Linked DNA regions of Mus musculus: regions 1, 2 and 3 are each linked to region 4. A link is a contact called in public Hi-C and promoter capture Hi-C data. All regions are on one chromosome and are shown on one strand. Each heading gives the region's core, a stretch centred on a gene start, on an enhancer-like site or on the middle of the called end of the contact. The rest is flanking DNA. Distances are from core to core; before and after follow the strand shown. Region 1 holds the start of Phf2 (PHD finger protein 2). Region 2 holds the start of Ptpdc1 (protein tyrosine phosphatase domain containing 1). Region 3 has its middle 7.0 kb from the start of Mirlet7a-1. Region 4 holds the start of Tpmt (thiopurine methyltransferase).

What was found. A called contact is a pair of places that touch in the nucleus more often than the background predicts. Capture Hi-C pulls out chosen DNA fragments and counts their contacts.
Region 1: a promoter capture Hi-C map of adipose tissue shows a contact between it and region 4, with 3 times the contacts expected there. The contact joins the promoter of Phf2 here to the promoter of Tpmt in region 4. A contact is called at or near these places in 1 of 39 promoter capture datasets (pre-B cells), 3 of 115 datasets of contacts at active chromatin or transcription factors (astrocytes, bone marrow-derived macrophages and embryonic forebrain) and 2 of 9 other capture datasets (adipose tissue and liver).
Region 2: a contact with region 4 is called in a Hi-C map of B cells, with 6 read pairs. The contact joins the promoter of Ptpdc1 here to the promoter of Tpmt in region 4. A contact is called at or near these places in 1 of 39 promoter capture datasets (embryonic stem cells), 1 of 484 Hi-C or Micro-C datasets (B cells), 2 of 115 datasets of contacts at active chromatin or transcription factors (astrocytes and embryonic hindbrain) and 2 of 9 other capture datasets (adipose tissue and liver).
Region 3: a Hi-C map of B cells shows a contact between it and region 4, with 7 read pairs. The contact joins the enhancer-like site here to the promoter of Tpmt in region 4. A contact is called at or near these places in 2 of 484 Hi-C or Micro-C datasets (B cells and liver), 4 of 115 datasets of contacts at active chromatin or transcription factors (astrocytes, embryonic midbrain, forebrain and 1 more) and 1 of 9 other capture datasets (liver).

What each region holds. Positions count from the first base shown.
Region 1 is chr13:48,867,224-48,873,812 of GRCm38.p6, reverse strand. Phf2 (PHD finger protein 2) reads left to right here and starts at 2,928. Exons shown (of 22, transcript NM_011078.3): 1 at 2,928-3,145. The coding sequence starts at 3,048. It overlaps Phf2os1 (a long non-coding RNA gene), which reads right to left and starts at 2,862. Exons shown (of 2, transcript XR_003950516.1): 1 at 2,610-2,862; 2 at 1-961.
Region 2 is chr13:48,623,392-48,630,120 of GRCm38.p6, reverse strand. It overlaps Ptpdc1 (protein tyrosine phosphatase domain containing 1), which reads left to right and starts at 4,449. Exons shown (of 10, transcript NM_207232.2): 1 at 4,449-4,744.
Region 3 is chr13:48,541,935-48,548,522 of GRCm38.p6, reverse strand. No RefSeq gene overlaps it. Among named protein-coding and RNA genes, the nearest start is that of Mirlet7a-1, 7.0 kb to the right of the region's middle. Within about 2 kb of position 2,607, at least 414 of the 459 cell types and tissues checked have an H3K27ac peak or open chromatin away from gene starts, as enhancers often do. A contact at or near this core is called in B cells, astrocytes, forebrain and 2 more, where this site is marked.
Region 4 is chr13:47,038,760-47,045,728 of GRCm38.p6, reverse strand. Tpmt (thiopurine methyltransferase) reads left to right here and starts at 2,512. Exons shown (of 9, transcript NM_016785.2): 1 at 2,512-2,625; 2 at 4,150-4,330; 3 at 5,533-5,625. The coding sequence starts at 4,206. It overlaps Kdm1b (lysine (K)-specific demethylase 1B), which reads right to left and starts at 2,230. Exons shown (of 21, transcript NM_172262.3): 1 at 2,059-2,230.

The DNA.
Region 1 (6,589 bases), core at 1,679-4,178, 1.8 Mb before region 4:
TAGGGAACCACAAATAGCCACAGTAATCTTATAAAAGTTAGAAGACTCACACTTCCTTACAGAGCTTACGAAAAGCAAAGTGATCAAGCAAAGCACGCAACATCAGCGCGCCCAGACATAACAGAGAGCCCAGGACAGCTGGCTCACTCAGGGCAGAATTCTCAAGAAAGGGGTCAAATGGCTCTGCTAAGGAGGGGCCAGATGAGAGGGCTCAGCCAGTAAAGTGCTCGCCACTAAGCCTGACAACCTGAGTTCAGTCCCTGGGACCCACAAGGCAGAGGGAACTGACTACTGCTGTTCTGTGACATGAGCACGGTCACACACACACATACCCTAAATAAATACATGGAAAGACAAACTAAACAAACAAGGAAGCCGGCACTTTAGGAATGATTCTGGGTAACTCTGATATTTACAAGCAAGACAACAGAGTTGCCTCTGTATACCTCCGTGGAGGCAGACTTGTCTGTGCCAAGAAGCTGGGGGCTGCTGTGCAGTACCAAAGTCATGGTGTCACTGGAGTGCCTGGATACGAAGCTGATGTGGAGACCACATACCTGTGAGCCATTGCCCCTTATAGGGCCACAGGCTAGCCAATGGGCATGTGAGTGGTGGTGTGGGAACAGGTGTGGCTGCTGAGCTGGAGCTGAGCCCTGAGGAGCGAGGGGGGGGTGGGCAGGAAGCTCCAGTAGAGGGGGCCACCAGACCACACTGCCCCCCACCCCCACCCCCGCTCCGGAGCATCTCTACCTCTTGTTGCTAGCAGGAGCACCTTGTCCCCTCTCCTGGGTCATGTTCTCAGAGGATGACTCATCTGTTCATTCAGCCTTCTCATTCTTTCTCCCATCGCTGACTCAGATCTAAGTCCATCCCTGGTTCTTTCTACTCCAGGATGAACAGGAAAGCCGAGTGCTGGTGTACAGCTGTCAGCATAGAGTAGGTGCTCAATAAACATCTAAGGCTAGGAGGTGGGAGAAGGGATGGAGAAAACAAACAGAAGTTAGGGCCAGAGGCCTGGGGTAGGGTCTGTACTGCTGTATAGCTCAGCAGCTTCGGGAGGGCTCTGAGAATCAGGGTACCTGATCCCCAAGCACAGGGGCAGCTGTAGTGGGCACAGCTGGCTGCCAGAGAGAATGTCAGAAGATAAGGAGAGTAAATGGAGGCACCCAGTGGTCAGTACCCCACCAGAAGGAGAACAGGCTTTCTGGGGGAAAGGTGAGGTGAGAGGAACAGGTTCGGGACTTGGGCAGGGGTGTCCTCTTCCCTTGCTCCCTCTGCCCCCACCTTTGGTAGGCTACTTCCCTTCTGCATTTAACTGCTCTGAGCTTCAGTTTTCACTTCTGCTGAATGACAACTGCACCACCTCTTGGGGAGAGTGCCTTAGGTAACAGGGCAGTGCCTACCCCACCAGGACACATGCCTGGTGACAGGGACAGGGGATTAACAGCTGTTTCTTGCCTTGTAAGGGGAAGGACCATCCAGTACAGAGGAGACCCAAGGGGACAGCTGGAGTTCAGGCAGGTAGCTTGAAATGAATTCATTGTGTACAGGTTGACGGGGTAACCTGTCTGCGCCCCCCGCCCCAATTTCCTATCTCCCCTGCCACATGTGTGCCCTTAGGTTACACAGTGCTTGCCCTGGTTCGGATCCTGATTTGTGGCCCTGGGTTTACCTATTTGGGAAGGGTGGGGGTTGGTTGAGGGCAGATTCCATAACAGGCTATCCTCTGAGTTGCCAGCAATGGAGCTGATTGGCAGCCGCACTCTGGGCAGGGATAACTGGGACTCTGCCTTGTCAAGGTAAGCAGAGGTCTGAAACTCTGGAATGTATCTGCAGAGACTAGCATCTCCACGTATTGTGTGGGGACAGGCAAAGGGGAAGCAGATCTAGCAGACAGCTTTCTTCCTAAATATATGGCCCTGCTCATCAGGGTCGACCTGGGTAGGGGACAGAGAAGGACCCTCATTCATATCTCACCAACCAACCAAACAACCAACCAACCAACCAACAAAAAAGCTCTAAGCAGGACAGGTGAGACCAGGGAGCCAGTTCAGAGCAAGACTGCAGGGGCGAGAGCGACAACATAACCCCTTGTCTTCCCCAGCAGTCCTGTGGCTCAGTTGCGACTCACTGGACTGTCCTCCGCTCCTAAGGTCTGTGGGTCTATGGGTTGTAATAAGGGGTCCTGGGCGGCACCAATCCCAGGTAAGCTGTGTCCTACAACAAACAGTTCACTCTCGGGTCCCCTGACTTTTGCCGGAGCATCGGGAAAGTTCACCGGATCGTACGAGGAAGCAAGGCAGCCCCCAGCTAGAAAGAAGGGGAAGGGGAGGTTATTCAAAAGCCAGCAACTCAGTCGCAGTTCGGGATGGGAGGGAGGCTGCCGGGCCCAGGAAGAGGAGGAAGATCCCCCTGTCCATCCCACTTCGGGGTCAGAAGAAAGTTAAGGCCAAGGAGTTGCTTCTGGCTAAGGCAGGGCTGTGCGAACTGTGTTCACGTAGTCGGGGGCAGGGGGCTCCGCGGCTCGTCTCCCTGGGAGTCCCGGGGCCACCCTCTCCCGCGGGGTGCCCCCGAGCCCGGCTGCTGGCTCCCCCAGGCCCGCGGCCCACCTTCTACCGCGGCCCGCCTTCCCGGCGGCGGGAGCGGGGCCCAGGCCGGCGGGCGGAGGCGGCGCCACCCGGGGCGCTGACGTAGCGGCCGCTCGGCGGCCGGGGGTCCCTTCGGTGGGGCCGCGGCTCCCCGCCCGCCGCCCCCGCGCGTCCATTCGCTTTGTGTCCCGCGCGCGGCCGGGCCCCCCGCGCACTCTCAGCCCTGCGCCCCGCGGCCCGGCGGGCGGCTCCCGGCGCGGCCCCAGCAGCCCGCGCCGGCATTGTGTGGACGCGCCCGGCCGCGAGCGCGCGCGCGGGCCCTGCCGAGCGCCCCCGGCCCCGTCCGCTCCGGCCGCGGCGCCCGCGCCCGCCGCCCCCGCCGCCCTCGCCGCGCGGCCCCCGGCCCGGCCCGGCCCGACCCGGGCAGCGCAGCGGCGGGGCGAGCGGCGGCGCGGCAACATGGCGACGGTGCCCGTGTACTGCGTCTGCCGGCTGCCCTACGACGTTACCCGCTTTATGATCGAGTGCGATGCCTGCAAGGACTGGTTCCACGGCAGGTGAGCGCGCCGCGGCCCGCCCGGCCCACCGAGCCCCGCGCCCTGGTCGCGCGCCCCGGGCCCCGCCGGGCACCGCAGCCGCGTTCGGCCGCCGGGCCGCGCGCCCTTTTGTGCCCAGGGCGGGGGCGTACGGCCGCCGCGCACAAAGCGAGGCCCGTGGCCGGGGCGGGCGAGGGGCGCGGGGAAGTTGGGGCTCCGGCCGCGATGGGGCTGGGACCCGGTCGTCTGACAGCGGGGCCGCAGTGGCCGCGGAGGCCAGGAGCCGGACGAGGCCCAGGCCCGGGGCCCCCGCCGCCAGCCCCCTGCGAAGTTGCAGGAACTTTCCCCGCGCGGGCTCGGGGCGGCCGGGCCGGGAGAGGCGGGCGCGCGGCCCGGCGCGGGTCCCCCGAGAGGCGCGACTGGCGGGCTCCGGAGCTGGCAGGGCTCGGGTGGACCGGGGGAACGGTAGCGAGGTAGCGGCCAGTGCCCCCCGTCTGTGCTGGATCCCGGGAACCCCCTCGGGACTGTGTCCTGGCGGGCAGGACCCCACCGGGGACCCCGCGTGCCTACTGGCTCGGGCCGGCCTGCGGGCCTAGGCGGGAGTGCAGTGACAGACCGACGTGAGTGTCTGTGTGTTGGGGTGGGGGTGTTGTGGCTTGGCCGCTCATTTCCTGGCCTGCTCGGCTCCCCATTTCCCTCCTCTCTGCTTCAGGCAGAGGAACCCCAGTTTTGACATGACCTTATGCTCTTTAAGGAAGATGGGGAGGAGGGAAAGAGGTAAGCTTGGAGATACTAAACCCGCCCTCTGGGCCCTTGCCGGTGGCCATGACCTGGCCTTGTGTCTACTTTTTAAGAGCCTAAGTCCCTTCCTACTTAGAAGTAAGAGGAGGAGAAAGAGGTGATCATCCTGCTTAAACTGCTCCAACAGGTTCTCTTGTGTTTGACTTTGCCTGTGGGATGTGCTTGGGCCTCAAGAGGGCTGGCCTGAAGCTGGACAGGTCTGTCTGTCCCCTGGGTGTGAGTTTTTAACAGCGAGTAGCAGGCTGGAGGGAGAGAACGGTGTGTGGTTCTGGACCGTCCCTGACCTTCCTTCTAGAGAGAAGACCCTTCTGATATCTCACATCCAGGATCTTTAGGGAGTCTTGAAAAAGAGCTGTGGTCTCTGGTCTAGTCATCTTTAAGTGTTGGGAGCTAGGTGGCCAGGATTTGATGGGCCTTCTCACATCTGTAGGCCCTGGGACAGAGGCCCACTCTTGTAGGGCAACCTGGCTGGCCTTACGAGGGGTGGTCCTGTATGGCTCACTGGAATCCCTCGAGTATCTTGTGTTGCCTCCCCCAAATATCTAGGGTTGTGGAGAGCACTCAGAGTTGTGTGACCCCTGGGCTCTGCTCCAAAACAGGGCCACTATAAACAGCCACCAACTGGCATCCATCTCGAAGGGTTTGTGGCCAGATCACAGTGGGTGATAGCCCGGAGGCCTCTCCAAATCCAGAAACGCTGGGAATCTGGACTTGAGTAGCCCTGAGAGTGGTGGCACCCCTTCTTCCTGTCTCAATCCAAGACCTATAGCACCTCTGGTTACCTGTCAGCTGGGCTGCTGCCGAGGCAGAGAAGGGGGTGGGGGGGTGAGATAATGAGTCTTGATGCTGGAAGAGGTTTGTTGTTTATTGTTTGCTTTGGTTTTGGAGGTCTAGTCACCTTACTGTTTCTCTGAGGATTTTGATTTGCTCTGAGACAGGCAGTTGATTAGCACAGCTACATTTGCATGTATTTGGGTCTGTGGGCAGTAAAAGGGACCCTTCACAGCAGGTGGTTTCTTAAGCTCCAGTGCACCATGAGTTACCCCTCTTCCTGGGGCTAGAGCTCTCCCTAGCTTTGTGCAGGATCAAGGGTTGGGGCCTGAGGTCAGGCAGGGAGGGAAAGGCTGGGGCCTCTTCCTGCTCCTGTAGCCTGGACCAGATCCCTGGGCCCCTCTCAAGTCTCTCTTGTTCAAGAGTGGAAGGCGTGTGGTCAGCTCCCTGTGTGTCTCTCCCCCTCCAGTTATTCTTGGAAGACCCCTGATGGTTCTCGTCAGAGCTATGTAGCACCTGGATTGTTAATTCCCTCCGAGTTTACATTTTACCTCACGTCTGAACAGCTTGTCAGATTTTACACTTTTGATCTTGAGGAAACAAGACTTACTGAAGAAATTTTTAAAATGGCATCCCCGGGAGTGGTAGAGCATGTGTATAATCTAAGCACCAGGGAGGTTGAAGGCAGGAATATCAAGAGTTCAAGGCCAACCTTGGTTATGCATTGAGTTGGAGGTCAGTCAGCCTTGGGTATCTGAGACCCTGTCTCAAAAGAAGCACCAACGGCTGGTGAGATGGCTCAGCAGGTGAAGGCTTAATGCCAAGCCCAGTTCTAATCCTAGGACCCACATGCTAGATGCAAGATGTCCTCTAACCTACCCATGTACACCATAGCATGAGCTCCCTCCAAAATAAAATTTTAAAGTAATAAAAAAATATATACCAGAGCACCAGTAACAACAGAAGGGTAGAGTTTGGCTGCACATACCTTCCACTCCACTTCTAAGTTACTTAGTTGGCTATGCCAGCTTTGAAACCAAGGTGAGAACTTTGGCTCAGTACTCCGGACTGAGTGCCACCCTTGATGCCAGCTTCTTCAGCCAGGTTTCCCTCCTCAATGTACTTTTCCTGTTTCCAGGTCCCACACAGCATTGGATTCCTTACCCTGGCAAACAGTTTCTTTTAAAAGGAAACTTTGTATCATTCTCCGAAATGGAGCATCATTGTAACTTGCAATACACAGTAACCATAAAAATAAACACAGTAGCCAGGCAGTGGTGGCACACGCCTTTAATTCCAGTCCTTGGAAGATGAAAGCAGGTAGATCTCTGAGTTCCAGGCCAGCCTGATTTACAAAGTAAGTTCCAGGACAGCCAGAACTACATAGAAAAACCATGTCTTGAAATAAAAACGAAACAAAACAAAACAAAAACAAACCCCACAATAACTAGAAAGCCTCAGTTTGTCCTACCTGGGGGTCACATTACACATTTCCAGCAAGCCTTGTTTTGGGGAGGATTAGAATGAGGATCTCTTAAGTCACCCATGCTTGGAGTGGTGGAGTGTTGGTGCTTCCCTGCTTCTGTGGCCTAGACTTGCTTAGGACAGCTGCTTTTTTAAGCCTAAGCTTGAGTCCATGGTGAGTGTGCCTCTGAGATGGCACCAAGCTCCTCTGCACCCTTGCAAGCAATGTCTTTGGGGACAGTCCTCTGGGATGAGGTATGTGCCACACTGAAGAGAGCTTATCCTGCATTTCTTGGAGAGGGCGGTGGGGAGTGGGGATCATGGGGAAGGATCCTCTCCATTCTGTCCCTGAAATGTATAGCCTCTTTCTAAGCCACTGCAAGACTCCTCATTCAGTCGTGTCTTGGCCATGTCTGATATTCCTTCTGC
Region 2 (6,729 bases), core at 3,200-5,699, 1.6 Mb before region 4:
ATTAGAAGGTGTGGCCTTATTGGTAGAGGTGTAGCCTTGTTAGAGAAAATGTTTCTCTGTGGAGGCAGGGCTTTGAGGTCTCATATCTATGCTCAAGTCTAGCTAGTATGATCTGATCCAGTCCCCTCCTGACTGCCTGCATAAGTCTCCTTCTGCTATCTTAATGATGTAGAACTCTTGACTCCTCCAGCAGCATGTTTGCCTGCATACTGCCATGCTTCCCACCATGATGATAATGGACTGAATCTTTGAAACTGTATGCCGGCCCCAATTAAATGTTTTATGTATAAGAGTTTCCTTGGTCATGGTGTCTCTTCACAGCAATAAAACCCAAACATAGGCAGAAGTTGGTAGCAGGGACTAGGACATTGCTGTGATAGGCCTGACCATGTCTTTGTTTGGAGGATGTAGATTTGGGGGCTTTGGATTTGGAAAGCGGTGAAATGCTTTAAGTGAGGCTTAATGGTGGCCCATTCCTAGTAGGAATATGGAAGGCACTGTTGCTGAGGGTGATTTGAACTGTGCAGGCAGGCCTGGCTCAAGAGGTTTCAGAGGAGAAGAGTTTTAACATGTTGCCTAGAGGTCATTATTGGGATATTTTGATGACAAATGTGGCTGCTTTTTGCCATTGTCTAAAGAGTGTTCCTGAGGATAAAGCGAAAAGACTTAAGACTAATTGCATTGAGGAGGAAATCTCAAAACAGCCTAGCATAGATTTGTCCTATGGTTTACTCTCATGAAGAACATTGTGATCCACTGTAGCAAGCTTAGAAAGGAAAAATACAAAATGTATGGTTCAAGTATTTAAAGGGGCACTAGGAAGTGGAATGGAGCTAAATCCTGTGTTCAAGGAGATAAATGGATTAAGGGAGTGGTGACCTTTAGGCTAAGGTCAGCCAAGCTTCCATCTTGTGAAAAGTATAATTAAAAAAGCACATTGTCACCTATTCTAAATTTACTGTGTTTGCAGTTGGTGAGGGATGGTTATATCATGTTAGGCATTATTATGACCTGGTTATTGTTTTCATTTGGACATAAGATTGTATGATTGTGTGTCAAGTTGACATGGGATGGATTGTGATGGTTATTCTCAGTAGTCAATGTGACTATATCTGCAATGAACTATAATCCAGAAGTGGAAAGCATACCTGTGATCCAGATCTTGAGGCTGGAAGACACAAGCGTCTGATCTTAATCTTGATGTGGGATGGCCCTTGTGGATCCTGTAAGTTTCAGGAACTTCTTAAGAATTTTCAGTTATTTACTTCCTGGATCTTAGAAGTTTGATTACTCCCTGAGTCTTAATGAGTCTCCCTCTAGGATGCTTCAGTTTGTAAGAAACAGCTGCTACACAGAAGCATATTTGCACACTTCTCATCTATCCCACGTTTTCCCTTATGCTTGACAAATAACATGACTGACCTCCCTGGTCACTCACCATCCATTGCATAGTGGCAAAGGGCATCATAATGCCACATAAGAATGTACACAAGAAGCAATTCCCCTTGCCCCAAAGCAGGGTAGAGAATGGATGCTAATGACCAAAGAATACAAACTCTTCAGGAGGATAGTGTACAACTGCTGTGACAGCAGACTGCCTACCTCTTCAGTTTGCTACTCTGTGTTCTTGTTTACAACCATCAGTCATATATGCTATCTTTTTGTAATAACTCATCTCAGTACTTGGATGAGTATTCTCTTCTTGGCCAGATTCTTTCAAGTCTTCATGGAGATTTAGCTCAGTTGTCAATTCCTCGCAAGTCTTCTCTGATAAGTCACTCTTCTTCTCAGATCCTTCTCATCCACACAACCAATTTATAAATAATCTCCACATGTTCATTGTATATCTATACTTGTCACTTGGAAGGCTAAATTTTGATGTTACAATGTAGCATGAGTATATAATAGGTATTGTTTATTAAAGCATAAACCAGTCCTGCTTCTTATTTAAAAAACCAAACATGGGCACTCTTCTTTCTTGGCTAATAGTAAGAAATGCCAAGTCAATTTGGGAAATATTTGTTTCCCAAACCCCAAATTGATAATTTAATGTAAAAATCTTTCTTGTATTAGTATATTTATATGAGGCCTGCTTACTGGGCTATAAGGTAGTATTTTTTCCCCTATACTGTTTGTTGATCCAGGTTAACTTTAGACAGAGAACTTTGTTAACTGAAAACACAGATTTATATTCCTTATATTTATGTTTGCAGCACTGTACAACTAATTGAAACCAGATCACTCATTTAGTATACCTAAAGCCCTTCTGCCATGCTAGTTTGTCACCATTTACAACTTTCTTTTTTTTTAATTTTTTTATTAGGTATTTTCCTCATTTACATTTCCAATGCTATCCCAAAAGTCCCCCATACCCTCCCCACCACTCCCCTACCCACCTACTCCCCTACCCACCTACTCCCACTTCTTGGCCCTGGCGTTCCCCTGTACTGAAGCATCTAAAGTTTGCAAGACCAATGGGCCTCTCTTTCCAACAATGCCGACTAAGCCATCTTCTGATACATATGCAGCTAGAGACACGAGCTCTGGGGGGTACTGGTTAGTTTATATGAAATTTCTAGGCAAATGGATGGACCTGAGTGAAGTGATCCAATCACAAAAGAACTCACATGATATGTACTGATTGATAAGTGGATATTAGCCAAGAAACTTAGAATGCACAAGATACAAGATACAATTTGCAAAACACATGAAACTCAAGAAGAACGAAGACCAAAGTGTGGACACTTTGCCTCTTCATAGAATTGGGAACAAAACACCATGGAAGGAGTTACAGAGACAAAGTTTGGAGCTGAGACGAAAGGATGGACCATCTAGAGACTGCCATACCTGGGGATCCATCCCATAATCAGCCTCCGAACGCTGACACCATTGCATACATTTACAGCTTTCGATGTCACTTGTATCATCACAAAGCTATTAATGGCATGGACAAAATAGAAAATATATGTAAAGCATCTAGCACAGAGCGCCACAGAATTTGCCTAGCAGTGTCCTGCACTAGAAAGACATTTCTACTGAACTGTATGAGATAACAGGACTTCTAGTAGAGTTTGAAAACATGGACTCAGCAGAGGCTGGTAGATGCTTATCTGGATCCATCCCTCACTTTTTTGGCATGGGATTTCCTTAAGAACAGAAATGTGCCTAGTGAAGACATTTCTCAACTACATGAGGTCATGTTACTGAGTATGTAAGATCTATAATATGATTAAGTTGATGGGTAGGCTTCTAGTAAGATCTTTATTAAAATATTAAATAAGGACATGGTGGATGGTGCTCTGTCTACGATTTTGATCCATGACACAAATTGAAAGGAAACCTGATTTTTTAAGGGTGACATGGCAGAATGTCTGGATCCCTGGGTACAGCTTTAATGAGAAGAAATGCCTGTGAGTTTAGATCAGGATTCTGGAACCTGGAGTTTCTGTTACAAGAGGGCAGAGACCAGTCAGGTCTCTTAATGACAGGGTCCCTGTTCCTGTCCAGACCTGGAGTCACAAGAGGCTAAGATGCTGGCAAGGCTTTGACAAAGAAAGTCTAAGGATTGCAGGAGAACAGAAGGAAGAGACTCTGGTGTTATGGAAAACTGACCAAAGAAGAACCAAACACCACTCTGAGAGTTGGAGAATTCAGATTTATTAGGCTAGCCTACTCCACTGTGGAGAGACATAGTATTTATGGGTTTTTAGCTTTGGTCATCCAACTGCTACAGCACTGGTGTCTTTAAATTACTGCCTTAGTGAACATTTGCTGATGGTCTGTTTCAGAACAACCGAGGGGAAATTTCTACTTGAGTTAAAGTATGCTTACAGAACAAGTGGCAGTTGGGACTTTCGTTAGCAACACGGATCGTTGCTAACAGGTACAGTGGTTTCACCAGATACCTACAGGACCCATACTTATGACAGCACTTGGTCTTCATTTTCCCCCCTCTACATAATTCAACTTTCCCCTACTAGACCAACTCCAGAAATTCATATTTAAACTGTCATAGTGCAAGACAATATTGACTATTAAATATAATAGTTCAAGAATATTAGGGGGGAAATGAAGACATTCGATGCATAATATGGGCTTTTCTTCTTCTTTGGGCGCTGAGACGGAACACGTGGTTCCGTGAGCGAAGCTCCAGAGCAGTCCTCGCTCCTCCTGCGACTCTGCACCGGGGCTCGTGGGGAGTCGGTGCCCCCCACCCCCACCCCCATGCTGCAGGCTGGCAGCCGCGCCCTCTCATGGCCCTGAGGGTCCTCCGGGCTTTCCGCGCACACGCCGTCGGCTCAGCCCGCGACCACTCAAGCCCCAGCTCGGCTTCCCAGCGGCTCCCACATGTTCGAAAACCTTAGAAGCTGTCCGCCGCGTCACGGGCCGCCTCGAGTCTCCATTGGCTGGCGCGTATCACGTGCACCGAGCGGCTCCGGCTATTGGCTGTTGGGTCGGGCGCGCGCAAGGCCGCGGCGGCGACAGGGCGTCCTCGGCGGCCGGGCTGTGGAGTGGCCCGTGCGCGCGCCCGAGGGAGACGTTGTGTAGCGCGCCTGGCGGGGAGTCTCCCTGCTCAGAGGCGCGGCGGGAGGCCGGGCCTGCGGGCAGGCCAGCGCCGCGGAACCCGCCCGAGCAGCGCCCGGGGCCGGCCGGTCCTCTCCGCCCGCGCCTCCCGGCCCTAGACGTGAGACACCGACCCGTCGGCTCCAGGGCTCCGAAGCCGGAGAGCGAAGCGCGCCAAGAGGTTCGGAGTCCGCAGCCAGTTAGGCGCCCGCCGAGCGGTCCCCAGACGGTTGTCCTTACGCGGCGGGTTATCCAGGGAGGCGTTATTTGGAGGCGCATCCCTAGAGGCGGGGCGGGGGACCAGGGCCACCGGGCGCCCCTCTGTCTTGCTCAAGTGCTGCGACACTCGGATTTCTCGGGAGCAGTTGGAGGCTTGCTTGGGTGTTTTAGTTGAAATCTCTTGATTAGAAATATTGACAACTAGTTCTTCATTACAAATAAAGCAGACAAGACAGCCACAAGCAGGTATCAGGCTACCACTTTGGGATCCCTAATTCGGACCTCTTTCTGTCAGTAAACGAGTCACGTGACCTTGACCAAGTCACTTTTTCTCCTGACATGCATTCTCAACGTTGATAATGATGATGATGATGTCGATGTCCCTGCTCTGGGGTGTGTGTGTTTTCTTATATAATAAAGGGTTTGTGGCCTTTCAGAGGACCACACCATAGATACACCCTACCTGTGGTATTAAATTTTAATGGAAAAGAAAATTTAGTAAACAAAGGCCCAGGGAGGAGGGGGGTGGAGCTTGAGAAACAGTGCTTTAGGGAAATAGCTGATCAAATTATTCCAGCAAGGGTTGTCTATGCTAAAAACTGAACACAAGCTATCATTCATTGACTGCGAGCTGAAGGAGCCTGAGAAGCTGTTATCATGGCGGGCACTATTAACCTGTGTGAACATGTATATATCCACCTCCACCTCACCCTCCACCCCCACCCTGCACAGCATAAGCTTTCTTGAGTTTAACAACAAAGTGTCATTCCAGGTTGTTGTTTTGTTTTTGTCTTTCCCTCAGAAAGGAAGGCTTGGGTGATTTGCCACAATCAGAGCTGTTAGTGGAAAGAAATAAAATGTAAACACGCATGTATGACCTCAAACCACTCACTCATCACCATGTGGTTTCTTCCTGTTCAGTTGTAGCGAAACTTCTCGCTACCCAGGAATCCCACCTGTGGCTTTTTAAAAAGTGTGGATACCCAGGTCTTAGAGACAAACTGGGACCAGCATGAAATTTGCTTAAGACCTCATAGACGATTCCCATTTGGAAGTCCGTAGTCCGTCTTAGCAATAACTAATTGCTAACCGGATACCGGTGCCTTCACAGCATTGTGTCCTGGAGACCCAGATTCCCCATCTCAACAGTACTTCATGTCCTTTTAAGGGAGGTTGGGTTTTCATCAGAAAAAAATCCTTTGTTGGTGGAATCCAAGCGAATTGAGAGAACACTACTGAATCTCTCTCTCTCTTTTTATATGATCTTCCTTGACCACTACTGAATACACTTTTTTTTTTAAATCCCAGCAGTCGGGAGGCAGAGGCAGGCGGATTTCTGAGTTAGAGGCCAGCCTGGTCTACAAAGTGAATTCCAGGACAGCCAGAGCTATACAGAAAAACCCTGTCTCGAAACCACCCCCCCCCCAAAAAAAGTCATATGAAGAAAAGTAAGAATCACAATTTACCTGTAGTATCACCAGTTTAACAAAATGATGTTTGTGGTCTTTACCATGCTGTATCATGATTAGTGATGCCCCCCTGATGTCACATAAATTTAGAACATTCTCACAGGCAGAATTATTCCATATATAGGGGAGAAAAAAAATCTAAAAATTATTCTGAATATAAATTTCAAATCACTGTTCTCTTAAAAGAACATTTCAAACCCCCTTTTTTTCCAAACCAAAACCTGCCCCCAAGGGTTTTTTCCACCCAGAAGAACTTTGGAGAGTGAGGGAGTATGAAAATACATCCATTGAAATCTTTTCTAAGAATCATCTTTGTTAGTGAATATTTCTGCCATTTCTCATATCCCCTCGGCTTCAATCAAAATATGTATGTTTATGATTCCTGTTCTTAAAATGATTTAAGTAGAAAAACTAACCGGCTCTTTGTTGGTATTAACTAGACAATGTGATGCATTGACTATATTAGAGATAAAGCTAG
Region 3 (6,588 bases), core at 1,358-3,857, 1.5 Mb before region 4:
GTCATCAGCCTTGGCGGCAAGCACATTTTATCTGCTGAGCCATCTAGCTGGGCCGTGGCCCACAATTTTCCATATGGAAGCTGCAGACCTAGGCAAGCTGCTGCTGGTGAAATCTCAGGGCCTAGGAGTCAGAAAGCAGAGAATTCAGCCACCCTGTGTCCCTGTACCGTTTTGGTTCATTCAAGCCCTGGATGGGCTGGATGATATCCACTCACATTAGGCAAAGCCATTAGTTTTTCCTTAGTTTACCACTTTAAATGTTAATCTCTTCTAGAAACATCCTCACAGACATCCAGCAATATTATTTAATAAGATATCTTGGGGCATGGTGGCTCAAACTGACACACTAAAATGGCCCATCACACCCCGGAATAAGGACGGAGAGTCTGATCGATGAACAGCAGGGAGATCAAGAAGTGAATATATCATCTTGAAGTCATGCAATGAACAATGAACGAAAGGACAAAAGAGAAGACACAGGTCAAAGGAGATCTTAACAAGGGGAGGACTGAGGCAAAGAGGCCAGAGGACATTTCGAGAAGTATGTATGCTTTACTTTGGCAGTTTTGGTTACAATTACTTGTTTGTCTGGACTGAGAAAATTTGGAGGGAGTCATGCTAGAGGTGGAACGGAACTGAGGTAGCAAAGCCTCCAGGACACAGGGTGGGCCTCTCCAAGGACCTCGGCTGAAGGAATTTGCTCTTTCAGGGCCCAGGGGGTGGCTTCTCTGTGGGCTACTCCTACTTTATAGGTCCCAATTCCCATAGTCTAGAATGTCTCTTTCTCTTAGGACGGAAACCAGAAGCTTCAGCCATCCGTCGCCAGTCAGGTGGCTATATTGAGGCATTTTGATTCTGTAAGTCACCTTCAAATTAGGTTTCTGTTTACTGAAAAAAAAAAAAAAGTAGAAAGAAAAAAAGGAAGAAAACGAAACAGCAAAATCCACACCGCTATGCCTACGAAGGAAAACCTACTGTGAGGAGTCCAGCTTTGTATGAAGAGTTGATGACATCGTGTGGTTTATAATCCTCTTTCTCACAGTATATCCTGAAGGTTGAAGCTCTTCCTCCCCATATCCTACCTATCCCACAAGGTTCACCACCCTCCTCTTCTTTTTGTTCACTTGTTCACTTTAGTCCCAAACTCTCCCATCTTCTAAACTCTCTTGTCATTTGCTTTGGACAGAGAATGTTAGGATGGCTTATAGTTGGAGTTTATAATATAAGCACTTTGCTGACGTGTACAGTGCCTTTTTCCCCTGGATGGATTGCAGATGAATGTTCATAGGGTTTTGTTGATGCTTGACTCTCTTGACTCTCTTTTTTAAACCGTGCAAACCTACTATCATTAAATAGTACCCCAACCCACCCACCAAAGAGCAGAGAGGTCTCCTAGTGCATGGAAAGTTCCAGTAAGAATGAAGAAATGCTTTTGCATTGATTTAAAAAAAAAGAATTCGTAAAGATTGCTTTGAAAAAGTTTTAGCACAAAAATTTCAATACATGGGAAAGAAAAAAAAAATAAAAGAGATAAAAGATACACCATAGGAGACCTAACTCCTTATGTGACAGATGGGTGAAGTGAGGTATGGAGTGGCCTTGGCGTCGAGCCCCGGAGCCCCCGAGAGGGAAGACTGAGTGAATCCAACATCTTGGGTACACGTGAAAACCGCCCCGAAAACTCTAGCACCTCCCGCCTCGCAGCCGGCAGAGCGGACGGAGGCCACGTGACACGACTTGTCCATCACCGCGGAGGGCGGGACTCAGAGGACGGTCCTCGCTATTCTCCCGGTCCTCCAGTAGGGAAAGAGGAGCCTGTCACGGTGGGCGGGCCAGACCCGCCTTCTCCGCGGCGGGGGCGGGCTCAGCCGTCACCCTCCAGTGGGGGTCCGGGTGAGCCCCGACCGGCTAAGGCGAGAGGGCGAGGCACACGTCCGTCAACAGCGTCCGCCAATAGGAATGCGCGCTGCCCGCAGCTCCCGCCCCCGCCTCGGATTCCCGGCGCGCGCGTAGCCTTCCCTCAGGCCGCCGAGGCGGCGCCCGCCCGCCCGCGCTTCCATCCGGGTTCTCGCGCGCTGCTCTCTCCCGGGCGCGGCGGTGGAGGGCCACGGTGGGGGGAAAGCCAGACCATTTCCCGTGGCGGCAGCGGGACGCCTTTATCCGCGAGCTTGAGGTGGGTACTGCGGGCGTGAAGGCGAGCGCGGGGACGTCGCCATTTTTCCCTCCTCCAGACTCAGCGGCGGCGGCAGCGGGCGACCAGGAGGGAAGACTTGGGGGCTGCCGCGCCGCACCCTGGGACCCGTGGGATGGCCTGGGCGCCTCGGGCAGGCGGGTGGCCCCGGGGCCGGTGGCCCACGGATGCCGTGGGCCTTGGGGCTCGGGCGGGGGAGGGGTGCCGCGTGGCCGCTGGCCTGCCCCAGCCCCCTCCGCTTCCCGCCCAGCTCCTCGGCGACCGGGCGGGGGAGGGGGGTCATTCTTCACATTCCTCACCTCGCCCCTCCCCCGCCGCTTCAATCAAACTTGCGGCGGACGGAAGTCCCGCCCTCTGGCTCGCGCCGGTTGGTCGGGGCTACCTCCCCGCTGTGGCGTGACTGGCTGCGGACGTAGCCGGGCCTCTATGACGTCACTTCCGCCGTCAGGTTTGTGGGCCGGGGAGACCTTGGCTTTGGTTGGGGGGGGTGGGATGGAGGAAGGTAGGAAGTGCGGGGGGCGGGGAGGGACGGGGCGGGGCGGGAAGGCGCTGGCAGGGAGGGAACGGAGAGCCAACGCTGGCTGCTTGCCCCTGCTCCGCTCGGCCAACTGCGGCCTGAGGGCCTGGAGCAGCTGCTGGGGCTGGAGGATCGCTGCGGCTGCCCGTCCTTGGCCAGGGGGAGGGGAGCGCGAGAGCGGGAGGAAACTGTATCCCAGGGGATGGGGTAGGAGATTTGCAGCTCGGTGGCACCGGAAACGAGACTGGCCTTTTGACTGGGGAGGCTGCAAACTCTTGGAAGCGGGTGGCCTCTCGGAGGCCGGCTAAGAAAACTTATCTCTCGGCGCGCTCTTTAGCGGAGGCAGGGTGGTAACCTTTATGCCCTTGGCCAGGACTGCCCTTCGGTGATCCCGCTTGTTAGTGCAGGGTCTGTGTCAGAAGTGATCGTCTGTGTTGTAGTTTTCAACTTTTTGTGTTAAAAGGATAATTATGAAAGGACAAGGGGGGGCGGAGAAAAACTTTAGAAACTTAGTTAAAATGGAAGACGATGACAGATTGCTTTTTTAACTGTTGAAAAATATTGGCAACCTGTTTTTGAAGTTTAAAACATTAGTGTTCTTGTTTTTGATTGCCTGATAATCTTGTGAAGAAAATTGAACAAGTAAACAATCTTTTTATAAGAAAAGTTAGTTTAGCCGGGCACGCCTTTAATCCCAGCACTTGGGAGGCAGAGGCAGGCGGATATCTGAGTTCTAGGCTAGCCTGGTCTACAAAGTGAGTATCAGGACAGCCAGGGCTACACAGAGAAACCCTGTCTCGAAAAAAGCCAAAAAAAGAAAAGTTAGTTTAATACAGATTTTTCAGCATTCTGGCCTTTCATTAGGTTCTGTCAGTTGAAGCAGTAATATTTGGGAAATTTGAAATTGTTAGTGTAACAAAAATACTAGTTGGAAATGTAAGAACTTTAATTAGAGAATAGAAATCTTCCAAATTAAGTCGGGTCTAAAAAGTGTTATCAAAATTGTGTAGATGGGGCGTGCATTTTACCCTATGGGTAATTTTATTGTAGAAATTGATAGTTTTGTAGACTTGAAGCAAGCTGTGCCCTCCCCCACTATAAATTGAAGTTGTGCTGATTTGAGACTTAGTAATTTTTCAAGCTGGAAAGGTAGAGGAATGCAAAACATGTGGCTATAAAGAAGGTGTTGGCACACAAGTTTAATCCCAGCACTCAGGAGGCAGAGGCAGGTGGATCTCAAGAGTTTTGAGGGCAGCCTGATCTACAGAGCAAGTTCCAGGACAGCCAGGACTGCACAGATAAAACCTGTTTCAAAAACAAACAAACAACAAAAAAAAGTACTTCAGTTCACAGAGTGAAGTATTAAAACAAATGGTCCTGCTGGAGTTGTTGCTCAGTGATAGAAAGCTTGTCAGACATGCCTGAATTGGTGGGTTGAGTTTCCAGTACTAATAAAATAAATGCTCATAATAATTTAATGTTAGTAAGTCTCATTTAGATTTCTTGAGGGTCCTGGGAAATGTCCCTAGTAAACCTCCTCCAGAACTAAGGAAACTAATTGGTTTAGAGAATAGCATCCTAAATATCAAGTTCCTTTTATTTCAGTAACTAATGTTACAGAACCAGTGTGAGTTGGTGACAATTGTGCAGATAGATAAGTGGTTGAAGGCACTTAGCATCATACCTGACAGTGACCCAAGTTTGAATCCTTGGGACTCACCCACATGGTGGGAGGAGAGAACTGACTCCAAGTTATCCTTCGATGTCCACATTTGTGCAGACATAATACAAAATAATTAAAAAAAAGAAGCCTTTTTAAAAATACTACAAAGCCAGAGCTGGAGGTGTAGCTCACTCAGTTGATAAAGAGTACTTGCCAGCCATGCCTCAAGCCCTGGGTTCCATCTCCAGTTCCTGCCTGCAATCCCTGCACTGTTAGAGGTTATCCTCAGCTATGTAGAAGGTTCCAGGCCATCCTGAGCTGTATAAGACCCTGTTTCAAATAAAGGAGGCTAGATGGAAGCACCACCAATGAATGTTCCAAATAATGTATCCTGAATCACTTAGTATGTGGTGATCAGAAACTTTTAGGAAGATTTAAAATACGAAATAATGTGCTACATCAGCTATATCTGTTAGTTTTCCTGCAAAGTACCATTTTGTGAGTGGCAGAAATGGTTAATGTCCTCCTGAAGAGCACATTTCCTCTCTTACACTGATCTCCAAGGAATAATAGAAACAGCTCTATAGTCATATTTGGTGAAATGTGTAAAACACTGCTCCCCTCTCCCATTTAAGTGTGTATAAGTTGGGAAGTATATTTTGGCACTCAAGGCTAGCAGTATTTCAAAACTTTGAATGTCTTTAGAAACTTATACTATAAAGACTATTTTTACTAATTGTCAATGTTTTTTTTTTCATGTTTTCTCAGGACTAAAGTAATGGGGGTAAAGGTGGCACCTTACATGGTCCTTGAGTTTTGTGGGTGTTCTGTGCATTATGTAATCAATTAAGAGTAGATTGCATTAACTAGATATAATGATTTTGCCTTTTTGGTACCTAGTGAAATCTAGAGTATTTTACATTACAGCAGGAGTATATTTTAGTTACAGTGTGTACCATTTTGAGATATTCAGTTTCAGTGTTGGTAATTGTTTCTTAATGAATAATGCAACTGTGATGCATTATTTAGCTACTTTTCAAAAATTCATATTTGCTACCTGGATATGTTTGTCTTAAAGATAGACAAAACTTTTCTGGTTTTCCAGCTTTATCTCACAAAAGACCTTTCCTAGATACAAGATAGATTTAAATTCTCTTAAGACAGCTGAAAGGTACTTTTGTTACTTTAGGAATATTTTGAGACATTTTAGATAATTTGTTTTAAATTGATATGTGTAGTGGATATGGTTAAGGAGCATTTTGTTTAACTAGTTACCCAGTTCTATTTCTCCTGATAAGATGAAGGTACCTTGAAATCCTGGGAAGGGCTGACATCATCTTAACTCATTCCCCATACCTTTTTTTTGAAAAAATAATAAATCTGTTTTTGCTCTACGCATCCGTAGCTTGCATGGAACTCAGATTTTTTTTTTTTTCTGCCTCTGCTTCCCAAGTGTTTCGATTAAAGGCATGTGTCACTGTGCCAGGCCCCATATCTTGTTTTCTTTTGGCATATGTGATTGACAAATGCCTAGAAAGGAACTTAGGTTGATTTGCCTGTTAAGAATAGTTAATTTTAGCAGGTTGTGCAATCTATATTAAATAACTAGATCTAGGTTAAAGGTTATGGGCTGTTCAGGGCTTTTGAGTGTAGAGAAAGAAGGTAGGAGATTTTAGAGTCGAGAAAAAAAATCTATGTAGGATGATAAATAGAACAAGTCACCCAGGTTGGACCTCACTACCTTTCCCAAAAATGTTTCCACATAATTTAGGCTTAGAGAAGAGTGTATTTAGGTATGTGGGGATAGCATAGAGCTTACATAGTCTCATAATATTCCAATTTACAGTGGAAAACTTAAAAAGGAGCATTGAAGACTGTCTTGGCATTGATTACTTTTTAAACAGTTTTCAGAATTTAATTATCTATGCTGACTTAATAAAAAGAGTGTCTTGAGTGTCTGCCATATGCCTGAGAAAGGAAATGGTCCTTTTGGGAACTGTGACCTAGTAAATACTTTGCTATTTAAAACTTAACATGGACCTCAGGATTAGTTCAATGTATTTAATAAATGGGGTGATAGAGATCTTGAAATTGGGTTAAGTTTGATTAAAGAAACAGGAATCTAGAAAATGTCATCTTCCATCAATTGCTCATAAACTTACTTACCATTGCTAGAAATACTGAAAGTGCTTTATCAAAGAAAAGCAAAAATACCAT
Region 4 (6,969 bases), core at 1,263-3,762:
CTAGAAATAAAGTATTATTGTAACAAGCACAGTGAACCCTTCCCTACCTACCTGGTTTTCTTGTTAGCACGGGGATTTTACGTGGATCCCTGGCCACTCCAGCTGTTGGCAATCTTCCTGCCTGTGTCAAGAATGCTGGGATTGCAGGTGGAAGCCCTGCCTCTGGCTGCTCCCTCCCACCTGGTTCTTCAGTGAAGACACCTAACTGACTAGAGTTTCGTGGTCCAAGTTTTATAAGTCTATTTCTTCCTAATTTTAAATGAAGAGTTTTAGTTTTCTTTTGGTTAAAAAAAAGTGTTAAAAGTGAATATACATGCAAATATGTCAGTATTTAGAATTATGTTTAAATAACTCCCAGGTGTTCTGAACGTAGTTTATTGAAGAGTTTAAACACCAACACATAAAATTCATAAAAACTGGAGTTCAAAAGAATCGAAAATAAGAGTAAAAATTTACGGTGGAGGCAGCATTACTTGTAAGAACAGGACAAACTACTAGAAACTTCTCTGTTAATGAAAGAAACTGAAATCTCCATGGGTCATTTAAAATAGGCAAGCTGAGTGCGTCATATTCCCAAGATAAACTGAGTTACGGAAATACAGACCCAGTGCTATAATTTAATATTCAACACCCAACCCAATAATTCAATTCTTAATTCCCTATTGCCCTGCGTCTTTTCTCAACTGTTCCCCGTGTGGAAGACAATTATTGACGAGAGAATTTTCTCACATACCCTCTGAAGAAAACCTCCGAAAGGATTCCACAATATATTGTGTAAGCATTCAAAGCAGATGTGGTTGGTGGCTTTGTATTTGCTGCAGAAAGGCTGGGGCAGAAGGATTGCTTTGAGTTGGGAGGCTGAAGACTAACCAACGCTTTTTGAGCTGTGCCTGGGTTAAGAAAGGGATTCCCCACACCTGGCGTGGTCTGCTGCTTGCTCGAGAACTTGGGCCTCGGTGGCTGGGTTCCAGATCACTCAACCCCAACTTTCTGCAGCTGGGCCTGCTTCTCTTACAGGCCAGCTGCGCCGACTATCAGCCATATGGACCGGGACCTGGTGGTGTGCAATCCCAAGGAAGGCTTGCTTGAGCCCTCATCAGCGGCCCTCGCGGCAGATGCCCAAGGTATCCGCTACACCAGCGAACCTGACGGCGCCTCGCTGCCCAAGGTGGGGATCGCAACCTGGGATCCCTCCTCCTGGCCGCGGTGCTCCCACTGCCCCACACAGGAGCCCAGCGTGGGGTTTCTCCTCACCACCACAGAGCGGGAAGGGAAGCCTGGGCCCCTCCTACCAAGCTTTGGGGATTCCCGACCACCCTGAGTGGGGAAGGCAGTCTGGTGTCCCCCCTCCTGGCTGCGGGGTTTCCACGTCCCTGGTGGGAGCACAGTATAGGGTCCCTCCTTTTGGCTACGGGGTTCCCTGGTCCGCAAGTGGGACCGCAGCCTAGGGTCTCTCTTCGCGACTGGCGGGGGGTGGTTTCCACGGCCCCGAGTGGGAGCCCAGAGTGGGGTTCCCTCCTTTGGGCTAAGAGATTCCTACAGTGGGGTAACTCCTCTACGTTAAGGGGCTCCTACAGCTCCGGGTGGGAGCAGAGAAAGGGGTCCTGCCTCCATGTAGATGGGTTCCCTACAGCGCTGGGTGGAATCCCAGAGTAAGACCCCTCCTCCAGGCTGCGGGGTTCCCATAGCCCAGAGTGGAAATCCAGACTGGGGTCCTGTCCACCCGGTCCGCAGCTGGTGCCGGCGCCAGAGTGCCAGGTGCAGCCGCCGCCCAACTCACCTCCGCCCGGCCGAGGCGCAAGCAGCTCCCTGCAGGGTTCCAAGAGAGCGACGAGTGGGAAAGCCCGCGGCGCCGCAACCCCGCAGCCCAGCGCGGGAAGCCCCGGCTTGCACAGGGTCCCCCACGCCACCCCTTCCAAACGCGGGACGCCGGGGAGCCCCGGGGAACGCGCGCGCCTCCAGACCAGGCTCAACACACAGCCGGCCGCTTTGTGCGGAGCTGTCACCCGAAGCCCGCCGCCACCCCCAAGCGCGCCCGCGTGAGGCTCGAGTCCCTACCTCAGAGCGCTGGCCAGGGGGCGAATGCTGCCCTGGGCTGCACCGGGCTGCACCGGACGGCCTGATCCGCACTGCCAGCTGCAGCAGCTCGGCCGCCGCCGCTTCCGCCCCTATCACGCCGTGACCCGGAGTGGGAGGAGCGCACAGGCCCAGGGAGCAGGAGGGTCCCGGCGCTCGCCCCGCCCCGATGATTTCCGCCACTGCGCAATCTCGGCAGCTGCTAAGGGCGGGGCCCTACGCGTTCTGGGCGGAGACCTTGCTTCGGGGCGGGGCTTAGGTTTGAAGGTGGGGCCTGGGCGGCCTGGGTGGGGTCACAGGGTCCTGGGAGGGGCCTGCGCGCCCTGGGCGTGGTCTGCACGCTGGGCGGAGCCTGCGTGTCCTGGGCAGAGTTCTCACGCCCCGGGCAGGGCCTATAGGACCGGAGCCTGGATAATCTTTTCCGGGGTGGGATCAGACCACATTGGGCGGGGCCTTCGCCCCTGGGGCGGGGCCTGTGAGTCCTTGCACAGCTCCCGGCTTACAAAGGCGGGCTAGTGTCTGAGAGGTAAGCAGCTAGCTGCAGCCAAGGTAAGTAAGTTCTCAACCGGTAGTAAAGGCGGTCATCTGCTAAGACTGTGTGAGCCTGTTACAGCGTTTTTTCAGAATGGGGCTCCCGAAAAGCATGGATGACCCAGCTACTTGAGTCCCGAAAAGGGGTTCCGATAACCGCAGCAAAAACTGGGAATAAATGATCAGACTAGAAATGCTTTGAGTCCGATGTATTAAGTAGCCCCTTGCTTAGTGGTGTGTTTCAGATAACAATGTCCACGTGTAAAATACTGAGCCATCCTGGAGATTTGTGGACTTCAGTGAAGTTAGCTTTTCAGTTTAATGAAATTCAAAAATAAAACTAAAGCAGAACCCAAGCATTGTTGTGTACGAGGAAGCTGAGGCAGGAGGATCAGGGCGAGCTAGAGGTCAGCCTGTACTATATAGTGAGTTCTAGATAGACCCTCTGTTAAAAATGAAAAAAAAAAATCCTAGGCAGAAAAAGATGTTTTTTAGGTAGGCATATTGGACGTAAACGTTTGTTAGTGGGAGTTATTGCGGATCTGTCTTTTCTCAACCTTGTACTTTGCACCTTTATTGTTTTTAGAATTTTTTTTTTTCTCAAAAAATGATCAGTGAGCACCACTCTGAGGCGCTGTTACAACAGCTAAGTGGTTGTGTTTAACAGCCCCAGCTTCGGTGAGGTAGAGCTGGGTGGGCTAAAGATCTTTCTTCTGTGTTCAGGAGAGCCCTTGTTTCTGTAGGGCACCTTTGGGCATCACAGCTTCTGATAGAGAGTGGAGATGGGAGGAGAGCGATTCTCTTGCTTTTCTGTATCCACAATAATCCCATACTTCCCTCCGACCTCTCAGAATGCTGGACTCTGCCCCCTGACATGAGCATCAGGGAAAAGCCTTTTGTTAGCAAATACTTGGCTGTGAAGTGCATTTCCGTTCCCAGAGTTGATGGGGATGGTCCTTCTTTAATCCTAAGCACAGAAGCTAAATCATGCAACAACAGGACATTTCCTTACATTACTGCCTTTGTGACATGTTTGCTGGTTCACAGATTCAAGACATATGATCACCAATGATTTAAAGGGCAGGTTGGAACTGTGGAATTTTTTTTTAGTTTTTTTTTTTTTTTCCTTATATGAACGAATGTCTTGCCTGTATTGGATCCACTGCAACGGGGTTACAGACAGCCACGAGACACCTTGTGGTTTCTGGGAATTGCACTGGGTTCTTTTCAAGAACAACAAGTACTCTTAACTACTGCTGGGATTGAAGGCATGCTGCCATTCATATCTTATTTGTTTTTGAGAGAGTCCTGCTACGTAGCCCTGGATGGCCTGGAATCTACTATATAGATCATGTCGGCCTGGAATTTGCAATAACCCTCTTGCCTCTATCTCCCAAGTACTGGGGGCATGTGACGACTCTCCTGTCTTTAATGCTGATATGTGTTTTTAAAGCTATTGCCCTAGGTAGAGGGTTTTGTAGCGTTCATTAATAGAATCACAATGTTCCTGAATGACATCATTGTAGATGTCTTTCCACTTAGGCACTGGAGACACCAACCTCAGAGACAAAAATTGTCTACAACCCGTGGATGGTACCATGTCCCTTGATATGAAAGAGCACCCTGATGCTGAGGTACAAAAGAACCAAGTACTAACCCTGGAAGACTGGAAAGAGAAGTGGGTGACCCGTCACATCTCATTCCATCAGGAGCAAGGGCATCAGTAAGACATGTTTGGTCTCTGGCAGAGAAATGCTTTAATCAGAAACTGACTCTAGCGGGTGTGTACCTTGGTGGGTAGAGAGACCTTAGCATGAAGGAAGGTCTTGGTTTGTTCTGCAACACTGAACAAAACTGGGCGCAGTGGCATATGCATGTAATATCAGCGTTTGAGAGATGGAAACAAAAGCATTAGAAATTGAAGCTGCATAAGTGAGTTTGAGGCCAGTGCTAAGCTCCAGGGAGAGAGAGAGGAAAGAAGAAAAAAGAAACTGACTTTGAAATAAAAGTAACACACAAATACATTATTGCATTTCTTTTCAGACACACTGTCATCTCATATCGTTAGGGAATCACAAAGCACCCATAGCACATCATACTTTGATTTCTCTCAGTGTGCAATAATCTGATTTACAGATATATGAAATATATCTTCTTCTTAAAGCTCACCCTCACTTTGTTCACGTTGGTCACAGGTGCTTATACATGCAGCAGATACTGAAACAACATCTAACTTTCTGTCTCCTTATGTTCTAAAGCAAGGGCAAGCAAGGGTGAGCTCCCACAGGCTGCCTCAGCAGATATAGGCACTTGCCACATACCCCTACAGCCTGGGTTCTGTCCCTAAACACCACATGAAGGAAAGTGAGAACTGACTCTTGAAAGCTGTCCTCTGACCTCCAGACATGTGCTATGACATGGGAACATCATACATGTGTATGATAGATGTACACATAGACATATACACACACACCATAAATTAACTTAACTAAAATTAAGGAAAAAGTTAAGTTTATTGAGAGAATATTCTCTGATATTTTGAAAATACATAAATTTAGAGACCCCTCTTCTTAACATCACTTTCACGTAACAACAAAAATAAGAATATAAATATAAATGTAGACTTTTCCAAATGTATTTCTCAAGGCAACATAAGCAGTTTTTACTTTCCAGTCATGAAAACTCCAGGTTGCTAGTCATATGTAATACTAAGTAACTGCGTAGTGAAGCAAGTAACTTAGCTAACCTGTTTCTTTGAGTGTAACCCGGAGGTTGTAATAATTAACATTACCTGCTTGTTACAATGTTGAGAGTACTGAGATAATGAATGCAAAAGTTCAGAGTGTCATAAATTCTCCTCTCCCCTTTCCTGTGATTCTGGGCTAGTTAAAGCAAGCATTGTGGTAACTTTGTTCTCTTCCCCAGGCTGTTGAAGAAGCATTTGGATACATTTCTTAAAGGCCAGAGTGGACTGCGAGTGTTTTTCCCCCTCTGTGGAAAAGCCGTTGAGATGAAATGGTATGCACAAGTGAGCGTCAGCTAGTTTTGGCAGAGCAATTCTCAGGATGAATATTTAACAGAGTATGTGTAGGGTTTTTTGTTTTGTTTTGTTTTTTTTAAAAAAAAGATCTGTTAGGTATACACTATAATAGCAGAACTTGGGAGATGCAAGAGAATCGGGAGTTCAAGACCAGCCTTGGCTACATGTAAGTTCAAGAGGGCTGCTGGACTAGGGGAGACCCTGTCTCAAAAAGGCCGGGTAACCTAACATACAAAGAGCAACAAAATCCCATTCTTAGTAAAAGAGTGCCTTTATTTTTAGGTGATAGTTATAAAATTAGAGATACTATCTCTAAACAATAAGAGGACAAACTGAATCAGGAATGACCTTGTCTTTCTATATTTTGTTTCAAAGGCCAAAAAGAAAGAAAAAAAAAAGTAAGAAAAGGAAAAAAACTGTTGGGGGCGGGGAGGGCAGAGGGGCTGAGCAGTTAGCAGAGTTGAGAGAGCCCTTGCCTAGCATGCACAGGGCCCTGGGTTCTGTTTCCAGCATTACTTAAAACAAGGTGGTGTGCACACCTGTGATCTTGGCAATCAGGAAGTGAATTAGTTGGGAACCAAATGGGAAGCCTCGCCTCCTTTTTCATGTCTCCTGGATCTTTGTATGTGATTAACGCTTATAAGCGGCTGAGCAGTTTCAGTAATGATGGCTGTTTGAAACAGAAGGCAACAAAAAACACGCTATGGTGAACCCTTTTTATCAAGGCAGTGTTGATAGTGCAGAGTTCAGCTCGGCTCTCCCTTCCTCCCACGTACAAATAGGAGATTTTGTTATTGTGAACTGCTGTTATAAAACTAGTGGTTCCTATAAGCAGTCCTCTACAAACAGAACTCACAAGGCACTGTTCCTACAAGGTTAGCCTGAGTCACCACCCTAGAGATTATTTTTACACGAAATGCTACTGCCAACGATTAATGCACAGCCACAGCCACGTCCTCCAAGAAGTATGGTTACTTAAAAACTGAAATGTTAAAAAACGTAAATGTTCACTAAGAGGAAAGAACAAGAGATTGGTAGGAAATGTTAATAAATGCAGAATAGCCTTACTTTAAAATGTTCTGCCCACTATGGAAATACAGCTATCTACTCAGCAGGCACACATGCATCTGGATTTTATTCTCTAATAGAGTAAAAGTTTTATAAGCCACACTGGCTCAATTTATAGCTAAGCCTGCCCTCTGAGGACACAACATACCCAGAGACATACACATAAAGAAAAATTTAAAATAAGCAAATAATATTTTATTTTTATTTTTTTTTAAAGCTGAGTTCTGACATTTATTTATTTATTTGGTTTTTTT